Regions from separate parts of the Macaca mulatta genome. Here region 1 is linked to region 2. A link is a contact called in public Hi-C data. All regions are on one chromosome and are shown on one strand. Each heading gives the region's core, a stretch centred on a gene start, on an enhancer-like site or on the middle of the called end of the contact. The rest is flanking DNA. Distances are from core to core; before and after follow the strand shown.

Evidence for each region. Hi-C and Micro-C count contacts between places; a contact is called where the count stands out from the background.
Region 1: a contact with region 2 is called in a Hi-C map of fetal cortex germinal zone, with 4 times the contacts expected there. The contact joins the promoter of KLHDC2 here to the promoter of DNAAF2 in region 2. A contact is called at or near these places in 5 of 14 Hi-C or Micro-C datasets (CD4 T cells, fetal cortex germinal zone, fetal cortical plate and 2 more).

The regions. Positions count from the first base shown.
Region 1 is chr7:122,997,464-123,000,163 of T2T-MMU8v2.0, reverse strand. KLHDC2 (kelch domain containing 2) reads right to left here and starts at 1,440. Exons shown (of 13, transcript XM_077940970.1): 1 at 1,388-1,440.
Region 2 is chr7:122,852,111-122,854,810 of T2T-MMU8v2.0, reverse strand. DNAAF2 (dynein axonemal assembly factor 2) reads left to right here and starts at 1,378. Exons shown (of 2, transcript XM_002805231.4): 1 at 1,378-2,700. The coding sequence starts at 1,378.

The DNA of each region.
Region 1 (2,700 bases), core at 191-2,690, 150 kb before region 2:
CAAGAAAAACCAACCAACGGGCAGAGTCTGAGGTGGGGCGCGCGACGGAGGCGGGGAGCGCCCTTGGCGGGCCGCTCTGGCCTCCCCGCCTGGCCGCGAACCCAGACCCAAGTCACAGCCGAGCGACGTCTGCCGCGGCCCGGCCACTCACTGACCTTGTAGCCGCCCCAGACGAACATGTGGCGCCCGTCGCTGACGGCTACGTGGCCGCTGCGCTCGGCGGGGCAGGCGAGCTCCATGGACTCATAGCTCTCGAAGGCTGGCCCCGGCAAGTCGTCCGCCCGCATATCCTCGTTGCCATCAGCCATCTTGAGGCTGCACTTTTGCTCACCAGGAATGCCCACACCCGCGAGGGGCCAAAGAAACAAAGGAAAAGGAGAGAAATGCACAGTGGCGCGCGGCAAAAAGAAGGCGGCGGCAAAAGGGACGGCGTTAAGGCCTCTTTGCCGCCTGCGCTCGCGTTTACCAGCCTCCTCGGCCGAGGACGGCTCTCCGCCGCCGCCGGGGCACGCCTGCAGACAGCGGGGCCGCGAGCGGAGCCAGGCGGCGGCGGCGCGGGCCCGGGACCCGGAGCACGGCGGGGAAGAGATCCGGGTCTGGCCGGCTCCCTCTTGCAGCCCGTCCGCCCCGCCTCCTGCAGCCCACGGCCTTGTTTACGCCCCGACCGGAAGCCGCCCGTTCCTCTGACGCCGCCCGCCGAGCTCCGGAAGCGAGGCTGCCGCTCAGCGCCCCCAGCGCCGAGTCCTCCCGCTGCCGCTGCCGCCGCCGCCGCCGCCGCCGCCTCCGCCCGCGCCACAGCCTACGGCCTGGGCACCGCAGCTCTGTGGGGCCCGGCGACTTCCAGTCGCGCTTCGAGTCTCCTTTCGCCGAGGGAACCACAGGGATAATGCCCTGAATCGGTCCCTGAAAGCTGCTGAATTTTAGCCGGATTCCTGCAATTTTTTTTTTTTTTCTTCCCGAGAATTTCTATTCGTTTGATTGAGGGATGATCTCAGAGGGTTCACAGCCCTGGCAGGGGCACCAGAATTGCTCCACTAGCAAGTTTCTGGTCTCGCCTTAGAGTCGATGCAGGCCCTGCTGTCCTGCGGGCGCGAGGGCAGGCGCTTAGCTCTCACGCGGGGCCCCGCCCGATCCCCGGCGGCCTCTCCCGAGCTCCCGCCGCCCCTGCCGGGCGCCGCTTCTGCAGGAATCTGTCGTTGCCGCCGCCGCCGTTGCCGCCAGCCGGGCAGCAGTGTTGGGTTGAAAAGCGTTTCCGAAGCCGTAATCACCCTTTTCTTCAGAGAGGAAGGCGGATCCTTTTCACGCATACACAGCTTTCTTTTGTTTTATATGATACCTTTCGATTGGGCCAAAAGAAAATTACGAGTTACCGTACTTGATACCTCACCTGTAAAACAGGGTGGGACAAAAATACACCTTAAATTCCTGATCTCACAGTGCCTCTAGAATTTATCGTGTTTGGTAGGAGGGGCGTGCTTCATTATCTCCATTTCCCTCATCTTCTGGTTGGGAGCACTCCATAGAAAATGAATACTTTGACCAATTAAAGCCTTTTCTTTTTAATTATTAAAATGTTTATAGCCTGACACTCCTCCCCTAGTGGACCAGTGTGTTTACTTGAACTCAAGAACTTGAAAGTTACTTAAGAGGATTAATTAAAGCCTTCAACAAGGAAGCAAATCACCTTGAGGCTGTTAAGACCTTATCTGCCACCCATCCTGGTTGGTGCCCTCATCTGTCTGGCTCACAGGATTCTTGCAGCAGTGCCTTCTCCCAGTGCAATTATGCTCACTAGACTGCGATTATCGAAGTTCCTTGTGAACCAACCTTGGGAATCTGATCAAGTCACTTGAAAACCTTGTGCTGGCTCCCGTCGTCCTTAGTAGAATCCAAATTTCAAATCTCGGCTGGGCGCGGTGGCTCACGCCTGTAATCCCAACACTTTGGGAGGCTGAGACAGGAGGATCACCTGAGGTCAGGAGTTCGAGACCAGTCTGGCCAACATGGCGAAACCCCTTCTCTACTAAAAATACAAAAAAATTACGCAGGCGGGGTGGCCGGTGCCTGTAATCCCAGTTACTTGGGAGGCTGAGGCGGGAGAAACTCTTGAAGCCCGGAGGTGGAGGTCACAGTGAACCGAGAGGGCATGGTTGTACTCCAGACTGGGCAACAAGAATGAAACTCCGTCTCAATAATAATAATAATAATAATTCATATCACAGTGCTGTGCAAGAAGACTCAGCATGGTCCAGCCCCAGCTTGCCTTTCCAGCTTCAATTCCTGGCTGGGTCCTCCTTCCAGCTACAGCTACATTACCCTTCTATCACCTTTTTGTTTGTTTGTTTTTGTATTTGAGAGCAGTCTCGCTCTTGTCCCCCAGGCTTGAGTGCAATGGCTCGATCTCGCTCACTGCAACCTCCGCCTCCCAGATCCGAATGATTCTCCTGCCTCTGCATCCCGAGTAGCTGGGATTACAGGTGTCTGCCACCACTCCCGGCTAATTTTTGTATTTTTAGTAGAGATGGGGTTTGGCCGTGTTGGCCCGGCTGGTCTCGAACTCCTGACCTCAAGTGATCCTCCCACCTCGGCCTCCCAAAGTGCTGGAATTACAGGGCCACTGCACTCGGCCATAACTTATTCTTCACCTCTCAATTCAGTTGAAACTTCCTTGGGGAAACCTTTCTGGATGCCCCAGTCTAC
Region 2 (2,700 bases), core at 129-2,628:
ACTAAAGTCTACTCCCACCCCAAGGAAACACAGTAACTATAAGGATCTTTGCTATTTTGGTAGTTTAAATGTGGTATATTTGCATTTTTATTATTAATGTAGTCTTATATGTTCACGGGCCACTGGCAATTGTTTATGAACACCCTGCCCATATGTCTTGCCCTAAATGAGTTTTTACTGGGTAAATATTATAGTGGAATCGCCAGAAAATGCAAAGGAGGAACACTGAGATTGAAAGGTTGGCCGGGCGCCATCGCTCACGTCTGTAATCCCAGCATTTTGGGAGGCCGAGGAGGGTGGATCACCTGAGGTCAAGAGTTCAAGACCAGCCTGGCCAACATGGTAAAACCCCATCTCTACTAAAAATACAAAAATTAGCCCGGCGTGGTTGCAGGCACCTGTAATCCCAGCTACTTGGGAGGCTGAGGCAGGAGAATTGCTTGAACCCGGGAAGCTAAAGCTGCAGTGAGCCAAGATCTCGCCACCGCATGCCAGCCTGGGAGACAGAGTGAGACTATCTCAACAACAACAAAAAAGATTGAAATGTTGGTTTAGCAAAGTGAAAAACGCAGATAAACTTAGGTTTGGATTCGCCTGTTGAATACACTGGCTATGTGACCTTGGTTCAACTTCTCAGGTCCCATCTTGTTTGTGAAAGGGGGATGAGGTTTTTATCTTTTAGTGGTGTGAGCAATGAATGGGATAATGCACGTAATGCTGGAAATTATGACAGTTACTACGATAGTTATTCTGCAGAAGTAAGTAACTGCACTATGGCACAGGAATCTATAAAACAGAGAAAGTACAGCGGTGAGTTAGTTTGAAGAATCTAAGAGGGCTATTTCTGGCATTTCCACTATTCCACCATTATTTCCTTTTTTTTTTTTTTTTTTTGAGACGGAGTCTCGCTCTGTTGCCCAGGCTGGAGTGCAGTGGCGCGATCTCGGCTCACTGCAAGAGCTCCGCCTCCCGGGTTCACGCTATTCTCCTGCCTCAGTCTCCCACGTAGCTGGGACTACAGGCGCCCCCTAGCCCGGCTAATTTTTTTGTATTTTTAGTAGAGACGGGGTTTCACCGTTTTAGCCAGGATGGTCTCAATCTCCTGACTTCGTGATCCGCCCACCTCGGCCTCCCAAAGTGCTGGGATTACAGGCCTGAACCACGCGCCCAGCCTATTCCACCAAGATTTCTACCCCTCCTCCCGAATGTTAGTGGTGTCACTATGGCAACAAGCACGCGCTGCTCAAGGCTCAATTTTCCAGCCGTTACTGATCTCCACCGCGTCACTCTCGGCTGCCAAGAGACTCTGAGGCGGATCCCCCAAGCCAGTCTCAGATTGATCCCCCTTGGCCAGAGGGCGAGAAGCCACAGGGCAGTATGGCCAAAGCGGAGGCCTCCTCGTCGCTGGAGGACTTAGACCTGAGTGGAGAGGAGGTCCAGCGGCTCACCTCCGCCTTCCAGGACCCGGAGTTCCGGCGAATGTTCTCCCAGTACGCCGAGGAGCTCACCAACCCGGAGAACCGGCGGCGCTACGAGGCGGAGATCACCGCGCTAGAGCGTGAGCGCGGGGTGGAGGTGCGGTTCGTGCACCCGGAGCCGGGGCACGTGCTGCGCACCAGCCTGGACGAGACACGGCGCTGCTTCGTGAACGTCTGCAGCAATGCGCTGGTGGGCGCGCCCAGCAGCCGGCCCGGCTCCGATGACGACCGGGGAGCAGCTCCTGGCAGTCACTGGTCCCTGCCCTACAGCTTGGCGCCAGGCCGTGAGTACGCGGGGCGCAACAGCAGCCGATACATGGTCTACGACGTGGTCTTCCATCCAGACGCGCTAGCGCTGGCCCGGCGGCACGAGGGCTTCCGCCAGATGCTGGACGCTACGGCCCTGGAGGCAGTCGAGAAGCAGTTCGGCGTGAAGCTGGACCGCAGGAATGCCAAGACCCTGAAAGCCAAGTATAAGGGGACCCCCGAGGCTGCGGTGCTGCGCACACCCCTGCCCGGGGTCATCCTGGCCAGGCCTGAGGAGGAGCCGAAGGGTCCTCTCCCGGACTTCCCCTACCCCTACCAGTACCCGGCAACCTCCGGGAACTCTGCAACCCACGGGCCCCGGGTGCCCTCCCCTCCGGAAGCGGCCTTGCAGCCCGCCCCCACTGAGCCCCGCTACAGCGTGGTGCAGCGCCACCACGTGGACCTCCAGGATTACCGCTGCTCCCGGGACTCAGCCCCGAGCCCCGTACCCCATGAGCTGGTGGTCACCATAGAACTGCCGCTGTTGCGCTCGGCCGCGCAGGCGGCGCTGGAGGTGACGGGAAAGCTGCTGTGCCTCGACTCAAGGAAACCCGACTACCGGCTGCGACTATCGCTCCCGTACCCAGTGGACGACGGCCGCGGCAAGGCACAATTCAACAAGGCCCGGCGGCAGCTGGTGGTTACGCTGCCAGTGGTACTACCGGCCGCGCGCCGGGATCCCGCCGTCGCCGGCGCAGTCGCCGCCGCCACGCCGGAAGAGTCCTTGGACCCGTCCGGAACTGATGGCCAGGCCTGCACTTCCGTTCACGAGGGGGAGGCGGGACCCGTGGGGAGTCCCGCCGAGGACGGAGGCCGCGATACCTGCGTGGCTGGGGCTGCGAGCTCTGGGGTCACCACCGTGGGCTACCCCAAGGTGGCGTCCCCGCCGGCCGGCGCTGGAGAGGAACGTGTCCCC